2 separate regions of the Zea mays genome follow, and region 2 is linked to region 1. A link is a contact called in public Hi-C data. All regions are on one chromosome and are shown on one strand. The core of a region is the stretch at or near the end of the contact, and the rest is flanking DNA. Distances in the headings are between cores, read along the strand shown.

Region 1 (7,942 bases), core at 3,707-6,206:
GTCAGTACGGCCGGTGTGGTACGTAATGTGGTGAGCTCTACGGGTCACGGGTGTACGTACTACTCACTGTACTCACTGTATCCGCCGTTTGCGATGCATGGTCCACGACCACGACGAGAGCTGTGCTCTATACGCGCGCACCACATGAGTTCTGACCGTGCGTGGTGGTAAAATGTCGTGGTAGTGGACTAATCACAACTTAACCTCTCCTCCTCGCGGCTGCAAACGTACGGTATATGAGTGCTGCCGTGCGGCCTGCGGCGTTGTCATCCTGTCGCGGGACGGCCCAAGACCAACCGATGTCCACCTCGGGCGGGCACACATCTGTCAGAAAGAAAAAGAAATACTGTTGCAGCCGTACGTTTGCAGCCTCGAGCGCGTTCGGCTGCCCTGCACGGCCGTACGTTATTCAATGTGCCGAACGCGCTCGCGGGACGGCCCAAGACCAACCGATGTCCACCTCGGGCGGGCGTGTTCGGCAGGCTGCAAGCCGACACTGTTGCAGCTGTTTGGACTGCTGCAGCTGCAATCCATAGAGAGAAAAATACTGTAGAAGCCGTAGCCGCAGCCGGATTGCAGCCGCAGCAAGCCGCAGCGAACAAGCTGAAAGAATACACAGCCGATCGCCGCATACAGATCGCGTGGTGGATGCCCATGTGCCTGGCCGGGCCCGCGGTGGTGATGGGTCAGCGCTGTCCGCGTGACCCCACCCATCGCTTTCGCTTCCACACGTCCTGCGCCAGTCCACTGCCGGACATCTGTGGCGGTTCGGAGTTCGGCGGTTCTACAGCACCGCTGATGAAACGGCGCGTATCAGCGTCAGCGGCCGCCGTGTGCGTTGCTCGGCAACCATTGACGCGAAGCACAGTAACGCACGCCTATCTCGGATTTCAGACTTCTCGGTAGCCAACAAATAGAAAATGAGAATGACTCTCTAAAATACAAACGAGACATAGAAAACATGCCGGAACGTAGATATGTTTTTTATGCAAACGACTCTCCGAATGTTAATTTAGAGAATGGAATTAGAAAAAAAAAAGACTCTAGGAGATATTCTCAAAACAAATCAAGAGTGTTTCAAAAACTTATTGATTCCTTGTAGTTGATCAGATTTAACCGCATACACCGGTTCAAACCACAGGAGCACCATGGACACAACCAGCTGTTATGATTAGCATGTGACGAGTAACGGAGACGACTACTTTTGCAGAACACATGGGGCTCCATCTGATTATCTAGAACAAGCCACGTCGTCTAACTTTTCAGGCGAGAAAGTGTGTCATCATGTGCATTGTTGGCTTGTCGTGGACGCGTCTTATCTTAGATCATCGTATGTGTTGACATTATGTCATGTTGTGTTTATTTGTCTGCAAGGTAGATGCAAAACCATCCATTTTAAGAGCATTTCTCTACATCCGCCCATGCGTTTGATTTGTATGATTGTATCCCACCGGCCATGCTCGCGCAGTCGCGCAGGCCTAGCCCCCCGGGCGCAGGCGCGCAGCCAACCAATCGGGTGGATGATCATCAATGGCTGTTGTTGACGCTTTTTTGGAGCGTCAATTACTCAAGAAGAACCGGCGGCGGTGCTCTCTGGTCAGGTGCGGACGGTCCGCGGTCTGGGGCCGGACGGTCCGCAGGCGCGCAGCCAACCAATCGGGTGGATGATCATCAATGGCTGTATTCCTTGCTTGCTCCTTGGCCGCCAATTCAAAAGTAGGACGGGAAAAACGCTCACGAATACGCTGATTTCACCACGCGCGGGAGGTGGTTTGTCTGCGCGCGGGAGGTTTTAGCAGACCAGCTATTTCTTTTTAATTGCCTGCAACATCGCCACTAGAGGAGCTAGACAATGCTTTGCGATTTTATGAGCCGAATGCTTAGCATATTCTTTTACGAAGAGAAGCTAATGACAGAAAATCTGTCGATGTATGTATTAACAGAAAAAGGAAGTCGACCTACATATAAATTGAAACCATAGGCTTTTTTTAATGAACTCTCATGTAACCATATTAGTTTGTATTAATATAACTAGCCAGTTGATCGTGCTGCTTTGGTACGGTTTTTGTATCACATAAATAGTTTGTAACCGTGTTCGACTATATGGAGCAGCTCCGTGTGGTGTAGGTCGGCAGTGCCATACTTGACGACCTCGCGATCAACAATGTCGTCGTCGTCTCCAAGTCCTCGCTCATTCTCCGGCTGCGCTCGATCTCCTCTCTTCCCCAACCCCGGCCCCTTTACAGCGCTCCGATGTCGTCACTGACGCCGATCTGAGCTTGACCCGCTGGCACCGCTGACGTGACGCGAATCCACGAAGCACGTCTTCCACTACTATAGATCGCTTTCACACGAAAAGGTGGGATAGCAGACGCACAATGAATTGCCAATAATAACGTGTGTGAGCATCGTTCGCTATTTTAGCGAACCCTTTACAGTTCATTGCTGGCAGACACTTTGATCTCTACATTTAGCGTACAGGAGGCTATACGGTCTATTGTTGGAGACAACCTTAAGCCCGTCTATTGCTCTCGAGTTCCTCTAAAATTTAAAACAGTATAATGTAGAAGGAGCTAATACGTAAAAATAGGCCATTTTGATGTGGCATACTTGTGAGGCTTACCGAAAATTATGTTGAGGATCTTAATTGGTGATCTTTCTTTATTTAATACTCATAATTGACATTCAAACATCTGATTTGAAACTAAACTTTAGTTAAGGCTATCCCTAGCAGATCTCCCTTCTCATCCCCTATTTTAAACTTCACTCTGCAAACAGTGTCAAACAATGTTATCTATAGTTTCATGTCCCCTATTTTACACTACCCGTTAGAGGTAGTCTAAGAGAACCAAACACCTCCAAGGTACTAAAACAATGTAACAGTGGATTGTGCGTTGTTAGGGATGGCAATGGATACGAGTATGGGTAAATAACTATATGTACTTATCATTGGATAAGGGTATGGTGAAATTTTATATCCGCGGGTATGTGTATGAATATAATAAGGTATATGCGGGTAATTTTTTCGCGGGTGTGGATATCTAGTATCCATACCCATTACCCGATGGGTACCTGACATGTGGGTCATCCAATTTCAATACACAATCCTGAATTTCCATTTAACAATTTTCATCCACGGCATGTTGTTTGATGATGAAATTGTTGTTTGATGTCACTTGAATAAAATTTTGAATTATGATAAAATTGTTGTTTGGTGCTCAATGCTAAAATTGTAGTGAGCGGGCGAGTAAGGAGTATTCCTTGGTAGCGGATACCCGATAGGTACGAGTATGAGTACAGATCCATACCCACAAGCGTATATGGGTATATATATATATGGATTGAGTTTTGTCTCGCGGGTATGAATTCACGAACCATATATCGTCATCGACAAGATTGAACGCTACAAAGTGAGTCTGGTTGATGGGAGTTGTAACAGAACCATCAGTGACCAGTGGAGGCTGAGGTGTGCCACTACGGGTACCAGTAGCCTATTATTCGTGGTAACTCTACGGTTCAAGGGGAAAGGTGAGGGGAGGGGTCGACGACGACAACGCGAAGGAGCCGGTGACCACGGCGGCACAAGTGATGGGGAGACATGGTGTTACTATTTGTGTGACTGGTGAGGGTGAAATGATGGTCTAAATAACATTGGCTATTGGATTTGAGTAAGTAAGAGAGAGGAAGATTATCTAACGATCTGAACCGTTGGTCTTGAGAGTATCGCTCGATGGATTTAGAGAGGGTTATGGATGTAGGAGTGATTTGGTCATATGGATTTTATAAGAATTTGAGAGTGTTGTTTGATGGATTTAGGAAATGTTATGGGTGTAGGAGTGATTTGACAGGATGGGTTTTATTATAAAGTTAAAGCTGGTGGGTTATACAAGGAGTATAGTCGTATAGACTTGGTGAGACTCTGTCTCCTGCTTGCTTTTCTGTTTGAGTTCTGATGGGCCTCGGCCTCTTTTAATATTCAGAGACCTGGTTTGAAGCAAGATACTACTGATTTTGCCTGGTGGGCCGGACGGGCGGTGGACGGTCTCCATTTGCCAAGCTGCTTGTACAGTTGTACTCGCAGAACTTGCTTCATGACCATGAGCACAAGCTAGCAACATGCAACATTGCAGTTGCAGATATATAGTACATATTTTTTTTTGGAAAGGGCGGTTGCAGGTTGTAGCTACTGAGATAAAGGATTTTTTTATAATGACCGCTATTAGCAAAAACAGTTGACCGAACGAAGTGGTCGACGTCCCCTTCCGGTCGACAACATTTCTGAAGCATGCATGAATCTGCTTGTTAAATTATTGGGTGCGACCAAGTAGCTCGTGTGTACATGCGCGTTTACGGGTATATGTAAGGTGCATGCGTTTCTTTGTCCTTTTGACACAGTCCTTAGTTCTGCGCCGAAACTTTTACGCTATCATCACTGTCATGGTCTCTATAAGAAGTCATAAAAATAGATAAAGCTACTATACAATCAAGTTTTCCGTATAGTATAGTCACGCCGTATATAATTAAACTATCAGAAATTATAAAAAAGAACTCAAAAAACCCATAGATATGCAGTATTATTCACTCTATTTTTCTTTAATATATGTTTTGATTTACGATGAATTAGAATCTAAAAAAGACATGGTTATTTTACGAAGCATGATTGGATCCGGACCCCCATGCATTCACATTCACTTACGCGCCGATGTGGCATCATCCGATCATCGGTGGCGGCGGCGATCAGGTCTGGAGCTCGGAGTCGGACGCGGTCCTGGTCGTCCCAACTCCAACTCCATGCAGCGCTTACGTGAAAGGCGAAGCCGACAAGAAAGAGACGAGAGCTCGAATCACCGGGCTCCACCTCCATGACACGTGAGCAGCTGAACCGGTCCGGTCCCGCCCGGTCCCGGCCCCAGCAGCTTCGCCACCCACCCACCACGACACCACACCTCAGTCCTCCTCACACAAAAACGCCAAACATTTTAAAGCCCCCGCCTCCTTCCCCGCGGAACCAATTCATCCCCCCTCTTCTGTCCAGTCCATTCCCCCATTCTCTTCTCTTCACGATTCCGCGGGCGCGGAAGCCCGAAGCGGCGGAGAGATGTGGGTGTTCTACATGATATCGCTGCCGCTGACGGTGGGGATGGTGGCGGCGACGCTGCGCTACTTCGCGGGCCCCGCCGTGCCGGCCCACGTCCTCGCCGTCGTCGGCTACGCATGGCTCTCCTCCCTCTCCTTCGTTGTCCTCGTCCCTACTGACATCTGGACGGTGCGCCTCCCTCCCGCCGTGCTGCTAGAGTGCAGAGTGTGCTAATGCTGTGCCTGTGCGTCGCCGCGACCTCTCCGCCGCTCCGCTTAGTGCGCGCGCTATCACTATTCACTAATTAACAGAGATCATTTGCGCGTACAGCCGGGTTACCAGTAAACTGTGCTGGTTGCGTTGCGCGGTCGTGCGACTGCGGGAGATGGGAGCCGTTTTGGTTAGGACACTGGTAATGTAGCGTCAGAATCGGAGTTTGGATGAACCATATCCATTTCTGAACCTGTTGCTAGTTTACTAAGAAATGATTTAAACTGGATTAACTTATGAATAATGGTGGTTCGATAGCGTACCCAGTAGTCTGGTAGGTAATAGTCTCGATGCCAAGGTACTGAAGGTAGGAATTCGTGGAAACTGTCACAATCAAGAAAGTGATTGGGGTTAGATGGCGATCTGAAATCGTCAAATTGGCATTGGGCTGGTTCTATGACTCGTCAACGGAGTTTGTTGTTGAAATTTAAGCACACCATCAACATCGATAAAGCAAGTAGGTTTTTTATCGTCGCTGTTTGGAAATGGTCTTTAGTAATATAATAATAATAATTGCAGATGAAAAGACCATCAAGATCAAGGTGTTGTTACTTGTTACGCTATGAGCGCGATGTGCGCTGGGTCTGCGGCGTAGTCTGCTTTCATTCCGTTGGCCTGACCCGTTATGCCATTTTTCTGACTCGCAGGCAATTTCTGGCAACGGCAATCAGAAGAGTGACGTCGGGTTCTTTTGGAGCTGGTCGTATTGGAGCACGTTTATCCTAGCATGGTATGCCAGTGACCGACCACAAAGGCTCGTGTTCTGTTAATCGTCCTTCTGGTTGCAGATTTGCAGCGCTGCAAGATTTCGAACGGCATTAGTGATGTTCTCTGTGTTTCTAATAATGAGCTCAAAACATGACATGTCCTTTGCATAATGTTAATGCAGTGTGAAACTTCTGCATAAGCATTGAACTTTTAACTGACCAGTTGGTCAGCGTTCTTTTCTTGAGAAAAAATTGGTCAACGTCTACTGAATATTTTTTTCTCTCAACTAGATAAATTGGATCCTTTGAGATGGTCGCTTGTCCTGCATTCTACAAGTAGTACTATCTATGAACAATATGATCAAATCCTGACATCCAGATCGGCATTGCTGTTTTCATTATCAGGATACCATATTTATGATGAGCTCTCACTGACATAAGAGCAGTTCTTACTGGCCTTCCTAGTTGCTTTCTTCTTATGAATTGCTTACTTTTTTTCAGTTCTCTAGGTTCACAGTTATTAGGTCGTTTATTAACATGTGCATTTTTGCAGTACTGTCATTTGAAAATTCTATCAATCTATCTATCTGAACAGGTCTATAGTTCCCACTCTTCAGGGGTATGAAGATTCTGGAGAATTCACGTTCAGAGAAAGACTGAAAACTAGCATTCACAAGAACATGACCTATTATGCAACTGTTGGAGCTATCGGCCTTTTTGGAATCATTCTAATTATAATAATGCGCCATGATTGGTATGCTTCGATTGTCTAGTGATCTTGTATAATTCTTGATTGATCTAATATGTTTATGCAACTTGGGCACAAGTAATTGATATGTTTAGAATGCACTTAAGTTAACTTTTTCCTTAACATGGTAATTTTAATTTTATAAAAATTCATTCACTTCCTTGAATATTTCTTGACAATATTTTCTTGATTGTGTCGAGTCCATTTTAGAAACCATTTTTAGGGAGGGGTTTGTTTGAATTATTGCTTCACTGTCTTAACTTTACATAATGCTACTGTTGGCAGGGTCCGTGGTATCTTGGGCTTTTCCATGGCATGCTCAAATACCTTTGGCTTAGTGACAGGTGCCTTTCTGCTTGGGTTTGGATTGAGCGAAATTCCAAGGAATGTATGGCGAAGTGCTGATTGGACTCATCGCCTACAATTTTTGTCTCACAGAGTTTCGAAGATGGCTACAAAGCTTGATCATGCTCACCAAGAATATTGCAATGCAATATTTGTATGTACTTTTCTAGATTCGAAACAATCATATCATGACCACTGAATTTCTCTGAATGATTGTTCCTTTCTAATCTAAGGTTGTCCAAGCCACCTCGAATCAAATGTCCAAGCGTGACCCATTAAGACCTTGCATGGATATGATCAATAATACGCTGACTCAAATGGTATGGATTCTCAGGTGCCACATCAAGTTTCATTAAGAAATCGATATCAGTCTTAATAATTCATTACTTCACATATTTTCCCCCTCAGCTGCAAGATGATCCATTATTCAAGCCTTCTGGTGGGAAATTAGGGGAACACGATATGGACTATGATAGTGATAATAAAACAATGGCTACACTCCGACGTCAACTTAGAAAAGCTCACGAAGAGTATTATAGACGTAAAAGGTATGATACACTATGATATTACATGTTAGTAGCCTTTATTTATACCATGCATTTTTAGTTAGAGTAAGTTACATATTTACCTCCCTGAATTATCAATACTATCTAATTTAACCCTGAATCAGGAAACATTATACTGTTGACTAATGTATTTGTTATGACCGGCCGCCACTACAGGCGCCGGATAACAGCAGATGCAACGGATAGACATGCAAATTAGTTGGATAAGGATCTACACATGCAGATTAGT
Region 2 (7,942 bases), core at 2,066-4,565, 370 kb before region 1:
TGAAGCTTGGATCAAAGCCGGATGTCCTTCAGACGGAGGGGAACAATATCAGGTTAGTTCATTCGTTCCTGCCTTAGCACCGCATTTCTTTCAGATTATATACAGAGACATGTACCACCCCTTTTTCTCAGGTGCCTTCCTAATTTGTAGAAAACATGTACCACCCATTTTTCTCAGGTGCCTTCGTGGTCATCATGCGGCGCTCTTGATGGTACATGTTTTGATGGTTTTCATTACATAGGACATGTGAAATACTATTAGAAGAACATCCGCGTATAAATAATTATCTTTTAGATTTTTTGTCTTGTTAGCAGGAGCTCTCTCAAACATTGTCTCTGCAGAGGACTACGATGCTGATTATAAATTATGTGTTGTTTTTCTTACTATAATCATTGTTGGCTAATATTTTAACGAATAGTTTGTGTTCCGTTGCAACGCACGGACACTCACCTAGTATATAATGAAGGGGTATATCTAAAGGGGTGTGTCTCTTGGAGAAAACTGTCGCACCCTTTAGATTGATCACATATGTAATATTTTGTAACACTTTCTATCCGTTGCCGTGTGTACCGGCGCCACATTGGCAGCAGGCAGCCCGAGAAACCATGTGGCCTCGCTCTCGCAGCCTACGGCCGACGACGCGTGGCCAGGGATGGGTCCGCAAGATCGCCGCCGGCCACGTAGACGTATCTCGGGGCGGCCGCGGACAGCCGACACCTTCGTTCTTCCGGCCGGAGCCACATGCAGGACCGCGTTTCTGGTAAAGAAGCGCAACGGGTGTTGCTTTCGTACCGGCCAGAACCGATGGGTTAAGGTGAGGCACCCGAAAGCGACCGGCAGCGACACGTACGGGCGGGCGCGGCCGCCGGCGGGGTCGGTCAGAGCTGAAGGCACTAGTATATATATTATACTAAGCGGCAGGTCGGGAGCTTAGTTAAATGATGATTGATGGTTGCCCGTCGACCGAAAATTCGTTTTGTTTAGTACGAGCAAGCGTGTAGCGGAGCGGTTTCGTCGTGACGAGATGGTGTCAGTCAGTTCCACAGCTGCTTTTGCCCGCCCCGGCCGACCACGCTCAGGCGGCAGCGGGGTGTTTATTGTTATTAAACGGCCATGTCAAAGCGGGTTTGAAGTTTGTTGCTGTTGCTGACCAGAGAGCAAGAGCATGAAATTAGGCGAGTCGGCACATGGTTTTGGAACGACTGCACCGCGCTGTATTATCAGTCAAATTGGCATAGTTCGTCCGGTCACGATGTCTACGTTGACGCGAAAGCAACCAACAGCTACTGGTACACATTACTACTGTATTTTTGCGTGGTCGGAGCGAGACACTGCAAGTACGAAACCAGGTCACTGAACCCTTATTCAGCAACTCCAACTCCTGTAGCCTGACGAGTGACGACATGGAGACGGAAGGAGACGTCCGACGTGAAGTCCGCGTGTGGGCGTGCTACGGTCTCACGGCATCACCTGATCAACGGCGTGGCGGTGGCGAGCTCGGCGTCCTCCTCCCACAGCCGCAGATCATCCACCAGCCTGTCGAGGCTCTCGCACGACGACCCACCGGGCGCCGTGGCCTTCCAGGCCGCGGCCTTCCACTTGGCGGCGCAGCGCCGCATTTCCCTGGCCCTGTCGGTACCGCCGGCCATCAGCTCCTCGACGTGGGCCGCGACCTGCTCCCGGCGCAGCGCCTCGTCCAGGCGCAGCCCGATGCCCCACTCCTCGCACGCGTACCGGCAGTTGATGTACTGGTCGGCGAACCCGGGCCAGCAGACCATCGGCACGCCCGCCCAGATGCTCTCCGCCGTGGAGTTCCAGCCGCTGTGCGTCAGGAACCCGCCCACGGCGCGGTGCCGCAGGACCTGCTCCTGCGCGCACCACTCGGCGATGAAGCACCGGCCCCCGGTCGCGGCCAGGAAGCCCTCGGGCAGCGCGTCGGCGCCGCGGTCCCCGGCCACGAGCCCCGGGCGCACCGCCCAGAGGAACGGCCGGTCGCTGGCCGCCAGGCCCCACGCGAGCTCCGCGACCTGCTCCAGCGACAGCACGGCCAGGGACCCGAAGCTGACGTACAGGACCGACCCGTCCGCCTGCGCGTCCAGCCACGCCACGCACTCGGAGTCCTCCTCCCACAGGCTCAGCGCCCCCGCGGCGGCGGCGGCCAGGGGACCGATGGTGTACACCCGCGGGAACTCGTCCCTCAGCGCGGCGAGGACGTCGTGCTCGAGGTCCTCGAACGTGTTGAGGATGACGCCCCGCGCCCTGGCGCAGCTGTTCGCCTCGTCCTCCTCCACGCGCAGCGCGAAGCACTGCGGGTCCAGCGTCCGGACGAAGCTGGAGATGTCGCCGAGCCGCAGCGTCGGCATCCCCGCGATCCAGTCGATGGGCGTGTCCAGGTACCCGTTCGTCAGGTAGCTCTCGTCTGCCATTAAGAAGAAGAGCATGCAGTCATACGATACGATGGAGTAATCTTCTTGACGTGCAAGTCATGCAAGTGCAACTCGACATGCATGCATGATCATTGAGCGGACCATTGAGCGGCGTGTAGCCCCGCTGCCGGAGCTCCCGCAGGCGGAGCGTGCCGACGAAGCCGCAGGCGCTGGTGCCCCAGAGCACGAACGCCGGCACGCCGACCTCCTCGGCGGCGGAGAGCGCGAAGCTGACGAGGCCGCTGAGCACGACGCAGGTGACGGGCGGCACGAGCCGGCGCGCCAGCTCCGCCAGCGGCGGGCCGCAGCTCCTCCGCAGCGACAGGTACAGCCGGACGGTCCTGTCGGGAGCGACGCGGTCCTCGTCCGCCAGCCCGTCGGGCACCGCCTCGAAGCGGAACCCGCGCCGCCGCTCCCGCCGCAGCCGCTCGTGGTTGTGCTCCGTGTTGACGAAGGTGACGTGCACCCCGCGCGCGTGCAGCAGATCGGCAAGCTTGAGCGTGGGGTTGATGTGGCCCGGGCACGGGAACGGGAACAGCATCGCGTGCGCCCTCCTCTCCATGGCTGCTGGCGTGGCTGCAGCCGCACGTGTGCTGCTGCTAGCTGCTGCTGCGGCTGACTGAGATGGGCTGGCTTCTGCGAGTCTGACTCTGACCCAAGCGTCTGCTCCGTATATATAGGAGGCCAGCACGGCAGCGCGTCCCTGTCGTCGCCGCCGCGGATATATATGTTCGCGCGGGATTTTGGCCGTCGTCGTGGCGATCGAAATATTCACCATCTACTACTAGACAAGATCATATCGTCCAGAATCGTATATCTCTTCTCTCGCTCGGCCAAAAATCCCCTTTCCCGTGCGTGTGACCGAATGCAATGTTGCACCTTGGTGATGAGTCTTGGGCACGTGACCGATCGTCTGACCGGGCCGGGGGGGGGGGGGGGGGGGGGGGGGGGGGGGGTCAGACCTGATGAGTGACCTCACCTGATGGAGCAGGAAACGTTTCCCTCGCCCGTTCTTTAAGATTCACCGGATCAGAGGACCTGATCGACTGACTGCCGTGCCGTGGGCGTGGGCGTGAGTTCACTTTTTTATGCCGGGGCAGGATCCCGTGCGGATCTTGGCCGGATCGGAGGCGTTGGAGGCTTCTGAGACGGCGCGCGGCGATTGTCCACACCGACTCCACATCCACAGCTTGTCAGCTTCTCTTTCTTTGCCTTTCGTATCGAATGGATGTCTGTACAAGTGTAGATATGCAATAATGCAAGTATATAGTACGTGCAATCTCTTTCCTGGTCTACAGCGCCTAGAGTCTGCTGCTGAGGTGTGTAGTAGGATCCGCCGAGACGGATCACGGATACTACGCATTGGTTTTAGTAGTATAGGACTACTCGACCGTCGTAGTGTGAGGACTGGGAGGAGGGCGACCGTAGAGAGATCTCGATATCCACGGAGCGATGAGAAGGCGTGAGAGCAAACCATCGTACTACGTATATCGCGGAAAAGTCTCCTCGACTCCGCTGCGGTCAAAAAGAAAAAAAAAAACTGGCCCAAGTTGCGTTGCGTTGGCCCGCCTCGTTTGCCTCCACGGCGCGGGCCCCAAGTCAAAGATGTTTTCGTTGCCCCCGATATAAATATATTTACCGCTCCAACAAGCCAATCGTGCCCTGCCTGCCTGCCTGCCAGTGGAGGGTTCCAACTTCCAAAGCGCCTCGCTTCGTACCGAATGCCCATCTATCCGGGATCGCCTCGTAGCGGGAAGCCGTCCTCCGCGGCGACGTCGTCGTGGCCGCGCGCGCGCGCGAGCAGCAGGAGGGCGTGGTTGTGTGGTCGGTGCTGACGTCGACGCCGGCGGAGTTCCCCAGCCGTCAAGCCGGCACGGCCATTGGCGTCAGGTGCGGTGGCTTCGGAAATGGATAAGCTAAAACGCGGCGATAATTTCTGTTTCACCCGAACTAGGTGGCGTAGTATTTCCCAATTTTGCTCCTAGGCCATTTTATTTTAAGTTTTGGAAAATAGTTCGCCACCGGCCCATGCTCCAGCAGGTCTAGAATCTTACTCTATCGTCTCTATCATGCCACATCGGCTGTACATGCTCTAATCGTCTCTATCATGCCACATCGGCTGAGATTAATGAAAAAAATCTTACGTGAATCATAATTAGTGAAGAGAGAGAATGTTGTTGTCGTCTCGTCAGGCGCCGGCTCTGGCTTGTGCTCCAAGAATCAGTCGACCCAAAACCAACGTTGTACCAGAAGGATACGAGACAATAACAACATTCATTGTATGTTTGATCAACAAGAGAAATAAAGATCTTAAATGAATTAAATAATACTCAGACACCTTATTAGACCGACTGTTGTATGATTTGTCTTTATTATTGTCTATGTGCACTATCCCAAGCACACGATAGCTGTCTACGCCACTACACATGTCCTTACATGTGTCACTCGTCTTAGAATATAAGGACATGTACAACTCCATTAACTCAACCGTTTTTTAAGGGTGTTGACGCTCATCTGGGCGCCAATCAATACGATGCGTATTGCGACGACGCTCTCTGCTGTAGCGCGGACGGTCCACAGCCGAGGGTCGGACGGTACGCAACCTGGCGCAGAGGCGAGGATTCTACGTCGACGAACCGGACGGTCCCCGCCTGGTGGTCGGACGGTCCGCGCGTGCACACGGGTGGCGAAGTTTGCCAACAACACCTGGATCTTTCTCCCGGGAGGAATCCCGTCAGGAGGAGAGATTTTAGGGTTTGTCTTAGTATCGGCAGGTCACCCAAGACGCATCTATACGACATAGAGTCGAAGAAGTGAAGATTAAAGAGCAAAAGCTGCATTAGTGTCTAATCCTAGAGCAAAAGGTAAATAAAAGAAGATATATTGATTGTTCATCGATTGTTGGTGGTTGCAATCGGTCGTACCCCTTAATATATATATATATATATATATATATATATATATATATATATATATATATATATATATATATATATATATATATATATATATACACACGGGAAGGTCTGAACCTGTTCCTAAACTTCTCCCAATAGCAGCTGCGGGTTTAGAGGGATAAACTCGCGTGGAAAAGCGATTAGTTACGCCAGATCCGATCTAATCGCGGACCGTTCGCGGTCGGACCGTTTGGTCGTGCCCAGTGCCACAAATAGTGTTCAACACATGCCCCCTCCCTTTTGGAGAAGCTGAGCGAACCAAAAGCACCGGTGCAGGCTGAAATCAGCTCGATGTGACCACATGGGTTCTCTTAAGCATCTTGCCATATAATGGGATGATATTGCTTTAGTAAACAACTGTTCAGTGCCTTGGACAAGTCTTCGCCTTGCAATGTTTGCAACATGTAGACGTTACCGGTTATTACCTGTGCGACCTTGTAAGGGTCTTCCCAGCTTGGCAACCATTTCCCGAACTTCTGGTCTCTGCTCCTTAGTGTCAATATGGTCTTCTATATTAGGTCTCTTACCTAAAATGACTTAGCCTTGACCTTCTTATTGTAAACTTTAGCGACACTGATCTTGTCGTTCTCGATCTCTCCTAGAGCTATCAATCTCTTGTCGATCACTTCATCTACATGGCCTATCATCAAATTATAATAATCACCGGCAGTTAGATCGTTCTGCCTGGCGAATATATAGACGTTACCAGTTCTGGATACATTTGTTTGGATGGATGTTAAAAGTTTAAAGTGGTGCTTTATATAGGGTGTAGATAGATATAGATACAGACCCTGTTTGACACAACTTATTTTCAACTTCTTCATAAATTTAAGCAGAAGTTGTGCTAAACAGGTAGCTTCTATAGCAGCTTATCAGTCCAGCTTCTTATCAGAATGAACTAACAAGCAGAAGCTGTTTTTCACCAACTTCTGAGATAATATGTTTTTTAATAAGTAGCGGATCGATGTGCCAAACAGGACCATAGATAACAAAGCCAGGTAGCAAGTCAACATTCGGGCCTAGGCACCATGCATTCGCATCTTATGCTAGGTGCACCCTGCTTCCCCAATTTCAGCATGTGGTACACTAGGCCGCACTGAGGAGTTTGCTCCCAGGGCTTTCTATATCTTTCACGCGAACCATGTCAGTTCATTGTCTTCTGATTTGAGGCTTCACCCGTTACACATGGCCACATGGCTTCACCCGTTACACATGGCCACATGGCTAGTGTTAAGTAATTCTAGTTAGAGTTATGTGAGTAAATACTGATTTTGCTTCTTTGAGGTCTCACATCTCTATATAAAGGAACTCATACCCCCTTATAATATAGTGATGAGAAAGAGATTAGAGCCCCAACCCAACATACTATGCCACGGGTCTTCTCTGAGTGTGTGGATTGCTGAGAAAGGGAACGAGCTTCTATAACTTGTCGTGCCTCTACTGCTGGCGGGAGGGAAGAGAGCGGGATTACTGTGAAGAGAATGAACTTCTATGACTTCTTAACACATTATCAGCACGCTCTACCTCGATGTTGCTGCGGGATTAAATCTGCATCAACTCTTCATCAAATCGGTAGGTCCCAGCTTAGCCGAGCTTAGTCGAACTGTTCTAAGCTAGGCTTTGATTGTCTATCAACACAATTGAGAGGTATGCCTTGTAAGTAGATTAGATCTACTGTTCTTGATCTATTGATAAGGGTACGGTGGCGCCGTGGCACCTACCGCCATCGCCATTGGCCTGCTGCCCTAGTGGCGAGTGCTCACAACTGTCACGCCTCAGCTTTCGCGCCCCCGCGGCGGCGCCCTCCGCAACACTCGCACCACAGCGACGACCCCAGGAAGGAAAGTGCCTGTAGCGGCAGAGATAGCCCGCTTGCGCGCCTGTGTGTCAGCGACGGCTCGCCCTGCTCGCGTCCGACCGCTCGCACTCGCCAGCTCACGCGTCTGTGCAAGTGCTGCGGTTCGCCTGCTCGTGCCCGACCACGGCGGCAGCGACCCTCGCACTTACTCGCGACTGTGCGACCCCGACCCGGGAGCCTCCACAAGCGAGGAAGAAGACGTGTAGGCGTTGATGCACTCCCCATCTGCTCGCCAAATGACACCGCCGCTCCATCCACGGGCCTACAGTACAGCCTGAGGGAGCACAGATGGCGTTCCTCGAAAGCCTGTACACGAACACCATGGGGCTGCACGCCTGCACTACTGCAGAGTGCAGATGCATGCCTTTTCCCTTGCTTGCCTTCCACGGGCCAATGCAGCCTGAAATGCCCGGTCAAAGTGGCAAAAGTGCCCGGCCAAAGTGGATCAAAGCACTCGTATGCGGCTGGCAACTGGCATTGAGAAAAAAGGCATCATTCTCAGATCTCATTTGCATGCATGTGCGGTCAACAGAAAAATAGGAACGACGCCTCCCTGTCTTGAGTGGGCTAGGTGGGGCCCACTCTCTGCATGCAGCCATTTAATGAGTTTGATGTGCGGTTGTGAAAAGAAATAGAATTAAGCATGTTTTCCAATATTAATCACTACCTTAATTAATTTTTTTGTTATAAATAATTAGCAT

Evidence for each region. A called contact is a pair of places that touch in the nucleus more often than the background predicts.
Region 2: a Hi-C map of tassel shows a contact between it and region 1, with 2.5 times the contacts expected there. The contact joins the promoter of LOC103629923 here to the promoter of LOC109940195 in region 1. A contact is called at or near these places in 2 of 25 Hi-C or Micro-C datasets (ear and tassel).

The regions. Positions count from the first base shown.
Region 1 is chr6:122,389,942-122,397,883 of Zm-B73-REFERENCE-NAM-5.0, reverse strand. It overlaps LOC109940195 (LMBR1 domain-containing protein 2 homolog), which reads left to right and starts at 4,956. Exons shown (of 14, transcript XM_020539451.3): 1 at 4,956-5,266; 2 at 5,995-6,077; 3 at 6,650-6,808; 4 at 7,088-7,301; 5 at 7,381-7,467; 6 at 7,556-7,695. The coding sequence starts at 5,099. LOC118472240 (a long non-coding RNA gene) reads right to left here. Exons shown (of 3, transcript XR_004850282.1): 3 at 6,043-6,145.
Region 2 is chr6:122,757,571-122,765,512 of Zm-B73-REFERENCE-NAM-5.0, reverse strand. LOC103629923 (UDP-glycosyltransferase 85A2) reads right to left here and starts at 3,315. Exons shown (of 2, transcript XM_008651025.3): 1 at 2,529-3,315; 2 at 1,134-2,419. The coding sequence starts at 3,204. The coding sequence ends at 1,467.